Linked DNA regions of Zea mays: region 2 is linked to region 1. Evidence: chromatin contacts called from public Hi-C data. All regions are on one chromosome and are shown on one strand. Each heading gives the region's core, a stretch centred on a gene start, on an enhancer-like site or on the middle of the called end of the contact. The rest is flanking DNA. Distances are from core to core; before and after follow the strand shown. Region 1 holds the start of LOC103630730 (monothiol glutaredoxin-S9). Region 2 holds the start of LOC103631638 (mitogen-activated protein kinase 7).

Region 1 (3,539 bases), core at 574-3,073:
CAAAGGGGCTACGAGCCTATACTTCGATGATACTTTTAAAAAAGGCAGATATCTCACATAAGTCCGTAAAAAGTTTATTAGGACTAGTTTATAAATCCATAACTTTCTATAATTGAAGGATATTATTAAGGGGAAGTAAACATTTCCCCCCTAAACCCCAACGGATTTAAGTTTCAAACTAGTCCTAATGTAGAGGCTCTTTATGAACATGTAGACTAATCCATTACCGTGTACTGCCTGTCCAAAGTCAAAATTTGTTTTAGGTAATTCATTTTGATTTATAGAATACTGGATACATGTGTTTTATTTATATGTCTAGATCTCATTATATGTATTTAAGTGTACGTATAAAAACCAATAGGTAAAATGAATACTATGTTGGAACAGGATGATGTAATATAAATAAACATCATTTACCATTTAGTACAATACCACCAGCAGTATTAGTTAGTGTAATGGAAATCGCTATCTTCATCGCACGTACGACTCGTGTCTCCGTCATCACGTCCATCTGATAGGTGGTTGAGACATCCAGTGCTCCTCCCCCCGGATGGTGACGTGGTGACTGTGCGCCGTCCATGCACGTAGCCCTACACTTGCATGTCTAGGTGACGTGACTCGTGTGGTAATGGAGTTTTTAGTTTCCAAATACTAATATTTAGTCACTCTATTTCCTTATGTTTTAGTTTGTAAATTGATAAATATGAAAATTAAAATATAGTTTAGCTTTATTAATTTAGAGATTAAAATTAAATAAAATAGAATGGCTAAAAATTAGTGTCTAGAAACGGACACACACCTCCTAAATGTGTGTGTGCCCAAGTTTCCGAACGGCGTGTTTGGTCGTCCGCCACGCAGGTTCAGTGGTTCTCGAGCAAACGCAGAGACGAATGATTTGTTGAATTGTTGCTCTTCTTTTTCTAGAAGGGAGAAAGTATATTTTGAATGCTGGGATGAACTGCGCTAGCGTGAAACCCGTTGTCTCTAGAAGCCGCCGCCGAACCTGCTACCGCATATATATGGCGGTACGAAAATTTGCCGGTCGATTAGCTACGACAGCCTACAGCCTACACCAGAGGACGAAAATTTAGAGAGACCAAAAAGTCCACGTAAGAGCCATGATTTTCTAGTTCGCCAAGTCCACCGATCGCAGGGGATAAGTCATATCGTTGCGACGAGCGAGATCTAGCTTATCGAGTGGATCGACGTCACGAGAAAAATAGGACAAGGGACGGAGGCGCTAGGAAGTGGCAAAGTCGGGTGGCGTTACATCGGGAATGGGTCGGCGGCAGAAATGGGGCAGCGAACAGACTGATTTAGGTGGTATCGGAAGATTATAGTCAGATTGGTAAATATAAAGACTGAACCGAGAGGATCCAGCGAGCAGTCTCATAACATGGTGTAGCTACAGCCGTACACAAGGTTTAATTTCGAAAAGAATTGTTGAAGCTAACCTAAAGCTAGTATACAATTCTCCAAAGTACGGAATTTTGCACAAGACACGCAGCATATTTCACGCGGCAAGCAGCTCGATCTCCCTCGAGTGTCCGAACCAGATTACAATACGCGACAGTTTATCCGGACGAGAGAATACAGGCCAACACATCCAACCCATGCGACACGTCACGCGTGATCGCGGCACGTATGCTTGATACGCTTGCCATGCACACAGCGTCAGCGATCTCGTAGTAGACTGCTCGTGTTTGAGTTGATCTTGTCCGTTTTCGTCCTGTTCCAGACCTGGATGGGGAGTAGCGCCCACAGATAGCTCGCCAGCTCAAAAAACCGACTTCAGCACATACCCCATCCATCCTAGGATAAAAGAAAGCACTGGTCTCGTTTTTTTACTTTTTCTTTAATGAACAGCCAATTAATGTTTAACTAAGGGCTAGTTTGGACACCATTTTCCCAAGAAAGCTTCTAGTTTTCAAACGGAAAATGAACTAATTTCCCTTTTAAAAATGAAAATCTCTTGGGAAAATAGTATTCCCAAACTAGCCCTAAATATACTATTCTACCAATTGACTTCGCGCCATTTGATGGATGATTATATGGAATATACGTATCTAACACGTGACCGGCCGCGCCGAGAGCGCTCGGTCAGCAGTGGAGAGCCTGGAAATGTTCAGCCAGGAAATCGCGCGCGGCCGGCCGGCGACCACCTCGGAGGGAAACGCGGGCGCCGCTCTGTGACCTGCCGACGGCCGACGCGGACGCCATCATTTGCGAGGAAAAATTCTGGTGGCTCCGACGCCGCTCTCTCTCGCCGGTCGTCACCCTGTCATATTGGCCTCGGCCTCGACCAGATTTCACGCTAATCTGAAAGGTATGTAAATTTCTTCATTAATCCGCTCCAATTCCGAAGGGTATTTAAATTTCTAAACTAGCCCTCATTGTTGTACTGCTCGCTCCATTTCAAATGGCGAGCGCAGATATATATGCTCGTTTTCTACGTTTGACATAGCTTAGAAGTTTACATGCTATACAGTACTAATTTTTTGTTTAGTTTTTTTTTATATTTCGAAATTTAAAATTCAGAATTTTCGAATGGCTCAATATCAAATTTAAAACGTCTTACAGCGGCGGAGTCAGAGCAGTGTATAGCAGCATATCCTGACGATATTTCCATTCCAACCAACTCGTCCAAGCCAGCAGGGCAGCAGCTGCCGTCACGAGGGCCCCGCAGCGTGGCCGCAGTATCGTCACCAACCGCGTCACCTCCCACGCCCCCATCACTTCCCCCGCCCCACGTGCTGCCGTCACGGACTGGCCGTCACGACTCACGACCAGTGACCTGGGGCGTGACGGGCCCACCGAAGCACCTCAACCGCGGCTGACGCCCCGCCACGCCACCGCGGCTCGCGCGAACAAACGCGGTCACCGTCGTCCCCTCCGCCACCACCAGATTACGCCATCCCCGTCCCCCGCTGACCTCACCACCCTTTTATATATCAGGATCTGCCAGCCCGCCCTGCCCATGCCCATCCATCATCACACGACGACGCACACAAGTCGCAGCTAGCTAGCTCCCAACCGAGCCAGGAAAACGGACGCCGTGCAGCTCGCTCGCGCGCGCCCCACGGAAAGAGAGGGCAGGTAGGAATAATGTACCAGGCCATCCCGTACAGCGCCGGCCAGCCGTGGCCGCGGCCGGCCCCGACGATCGGTCCTGACGTGGCGGAGGAGGAGGGGTTGCTGGCGGCTTCGCAGCAGCAGGCGTCGACGCCAGCGGAGGCGGCGGCGAGGGTGGAGGAGGAGGAGGTGCGGCGCGCGGTGGCGGAGTGCCCCGTGCTCGTGGTGGGCGTGCGCGGGTGCTGCCTCAGCCACGTGGTGAAGCGGCTGCTGCAGGGGCTCGGGGTGAACCCCGCCGTGCACGAGGTGGCCGGCGCCGAGGCGGACCTCGCGGCCGCCGGGGTCGCCGCCCTCCCGGCGGTGTTCGTCGGGGGCAGGCTGCTCGGGGGCCTCGACCGGCTCATGGCCGCGCACATCTCCGGCGACCTCGTCCCCATACTCAAGGACGCCGGCGCGCTGTGGCTCTG
Region 2 (3,539 bases), core at 488-2,987, 320 kb after region 1:
TGCCGTGCCGCCCCAATCCGCAGGCAAGGACGACAAGGAGACGACGGGTGGGGGAGAGGAGAGGAGCGGACGACGGAGGAGCAGAAGCGGCGTCCCACTTGTTGCGGGGTTATATTTACGCGCACCGTGCAGCAGCTGCAGCAGTGGGTGGGTGGGACGGTGGGTGTGTTAAACGAGCCGAGAGGAGACGCCAGACACTGAGACACGGGGTGGACGGTCCTACCCCCCCTCCCCTCGCTCCGACGACGGCGACGCCTGAACCGCGGCGCCGGCACGCGTGCGTCGTAAGGTCGGGGGCAGTTCCGTCATCCCCGTCCGACGCGGTGCCGCGCTGGTCTTCAGTGACGTGGCTTTATCCTGCCGGGTTTGAATTGAACTTTACCCCCGCCGCTCGCTCTAAGTGGATAATTCTCTCTCTTTTTTTTGCCACGTGTATGGGGAGGTAGTAGCAGTAATATCTTCACCGTCAGAAAACGGAACGGAGACAATTTTCGTAGTTTCGGACACACCGAGTGACAACTGACGAACAAACCGGCAAAGCAGAATAGAGGGAAAGCCAAAGCTTGCTTCCATTTGTGACAAAAAAAAAGATTTATTATTACTCCTGCTTGGAGCCGTGTGCACATAGACCACAGCAGCGCTGGTAGTGTACTGCTCTTAGTAGTAGGAACTTTTTATTTATTTATTTATATTGCACATGAGCCTTCGGCAATGGAATATGCTCTCGATTCTTGGATCCGTGACTCGTCACTCAACCAAAAAAAATAATGAATATGATTCCACACATCATGTGTGTGGTCTAGAATCTCTTACGGAGACAGTTTAGCTAAATGATGAATACGGCCGGGGACCCCAGGGCAAGTACCATCGGGGGCGCGGTACGGTTTCGTTAGCGACAGGCCAGGCCCCTCCGGCCCTCCCTCCTCTGCCGCTGCTGCTGATCGAGTGGAGGGAGTAGGTGGCGCGTTCCGTTGGCGCTGTAGCGTGAGCCCGATGCCCCAACCGACCCCCCCTCCTCTCTCTCTTTATGCGCCATTTTTTCTATGGGACACATGCTCTGCTTTGCTCGGCTTGTTTAAGCACCAGTCAGTTTGTTAGCTCGTTGCTGTAAAGGCTGAACCCATCCGTAGATATTTATTTATTCCACCACCTTTTTTTAAAATTTCGTGATTGTTTATTGTTTATTCGTAGCAGTGAGTTTAAAAACTAGAGCAATATAAGCACTAATGCATGCGTCGGAGTCGGTGGTGAGTCGCCGACAGAGCTCGGGTTGGCAGTGTGGTCTGTGGAGAGGATAATCCTAGTTTATTGCGTCCTTCCCTTGTCTGTTTTGGGACACAGATTGCAAATTGCAGCCTTGCATTGCGTGCTGGATGGGTTCCTATAAGATCAACTCAACTACGTATAATAGAGGGCCCTTTTTTTTTGCAGAACGAGTACCTCGATCGGCCTCTTGACTTGACGTTCAGCGAGAGGTGGCGATGCAAGAGACAAGGAGAGATCCTCTGCTCTCTGATCCCCCGATGCAGTAGCATATCTGTCCGTGTCAACTTGGCACGAGGCGACTGTGGGGAGGTTAGAGGTAGTACAAATATATACAATGGCCATGTTTCTGCATTTATCGTAAAGAAATCAGTGGTGATGTTAAGATGCGCGCCACAGACTTACTACTGGTCAGTATGTATTTTTTTTTTAAAGATAGAGGTGGATATAAAGAACGCAGAAAGAAAAAGAAAAGAAAAAAGATACGCCGGAGATACCAGAGTTTATGTTTGACGCAACCGGCGAATAATGGTTAAATAAATGGACTTTGTATTCACGATTGGAGGAGGAGGGTTTTTTTTTCTTAGCTTGGCTGGTAGATTAGGTGTTGCGCTTCAATCCTATGGTCTGAATTGCCAATTGCTAATACGATGGATGATGGAATGATCTGGATACTTGCTTTGATGGGTTTTTTTTTTTTGTTCAAAAGGCGGAAAGGAACTGTCGGGGCAGTGGGGCGTGGGGGAGGTGTATTAGATGATAAAAAAGAAAAAAGAAGAAGTAGAGGATTACAATGTCAGCAAGAACATCAATAACCCTGGTCCATTTAGAGCTAGTTTGGGAACCCTGTTTTCCACGAGATTTTTATTTTTTTAAAGAAAATTAATTCATTTTTCTTGAAAAAATATGAATCACTTAGGAAAATAGTGTTCCTAAACTAACCCTTAGAATGATATTCATCTCACCCGCCAAGTCTTGCTTTCCATGACGACAACCATGTTAGCATGGCTTCTCGGAGCCATCTAGTAGAGGCCAGGATTTGATTTTTCTTTAGGGACAATATTTATATAACTACAGTTATAATATTAATAAATAAAATATATGCATATAAGTAGGTTTTGGGTCCAGGTGCACATCAAGAGTTGCCCTAATGAGACCAATGCCCTCTTGGCTTTAGGACGGGGGCTTATCAAGCAGCCATGTTGAGTCATCTTAATAAACAACAAAGAATGATCAGTACTCATTTGTGATAAAATCTTAGCAAAATGCTACTTATAGTACACGGGGACTTTTCTATATTACCCGGTTAGGCCTAGTTTAGATACTTTAGTATTGGACTTAATTCATATGTATTGAGGTAGATTGGAATTCAATTCAAACGATCCAAACAGGGTAGGAAAATGGAAACCCTTGGTAATATGGGGTTTATATATCCGCGCGAAACCCCGTTCTACACGTTGTGGTCAGATGAGTTGGTTCGGGAAAGTGAACTGCAACGTGCCAACGTTTAGTTTAGCTAGGGAGGATGGCTCGCAACGCATTAACTAAAAAACCACCTTTCTTAGCGATCAAGTGGCAGTTACGCTGCGAACAAAATTAACCACATCCAGGCGGAAAAGGGCAACACATGCATCACAGAGGAAAGATGGATTAAAAAAAATGGAGCATGTGCCGAGCATGCATGCTTGCTTCTAATGATATGTGTCTAAATTATTATTATTAAAATAAAATCCAATTCTAATGATTAAAATGAAAATTCCTGATAATATGGGGTTTATATATCCGCGCGAAACCCCGTTGGTCAGATGCTTTCCCATCGGACGAGTTGGTCCGGGAAAGTGAACTGCAACCGCAAGTCTGCAGCGTGCCAACGTTTAGTTTAGCTAGGATGGATGGCCCGCAACGCAGCAACTAAAACAAATCACTTTTCTTAGGGGTGTTTAAATGCACGATAACTAATAGTTAGTTGACTAAAAATTGTTAGTAGAATTAGGTCTTGTTTCAATCACACTAGATAAATTTTAGCAGCTTTTTTTTAGCTATTTTTAGCCATTTGGTGATCTAAACAGTATAGCTAATGGTGGTGTGATAAAATTTATCACATATTATCTCATAAGCTGCTCAAAGGATGCTAAAATGAGCTAAACGTGTGCCGGGGAACCTCATTTTCCACCTATACCCTCTAATCCCATTCTCTCTCTTCGCATTAGGGGCATGTATGTATTTTTTATTCCAATATGTTAAAACTTTATTAGAGTAGTCCAAACATCTTAAGG

The links. Hi-C and Micro-C count contacts between places; a contact is called where the count stands out from the background.
Region 2: a Hi-C map of bundle sheath shows a contact between it and region 1, with 2.1 times the contacts expected there. The contact joins the promoter of LOC103631638 here to the promoter of LOC103630730 in region 1. A contact is called at or near these places in 3 of 25 Hi-C or Micro-C datasets (bundle sheath, ear and endosperm).

The regions. Positions count from the first base shown.
Region 1 is chr6:176,011,134-176,014,672 of Zm-B73-REFERENCE-NAM-5.0, forward strand. It overlaps LOC103630730 (monothiol glutaredoxin-S9), which reads left to right and starts at 1,824. Exons shown (of 1, transcript XM_020539653.3): 1 at 1,824-3,539. The coding sequence starts at 3,106.
Region 2 is chr6:176,328,163-176,331,701 of Zm-B73-REFERENCE-NAM-5.0, forward strand. LOC103631638 (mitogen-activated protein kinase 7) reads right to left here and starts at 1,738. Exons shown (of 10, transcript XM_020539656.2): 1 at 1-1,738.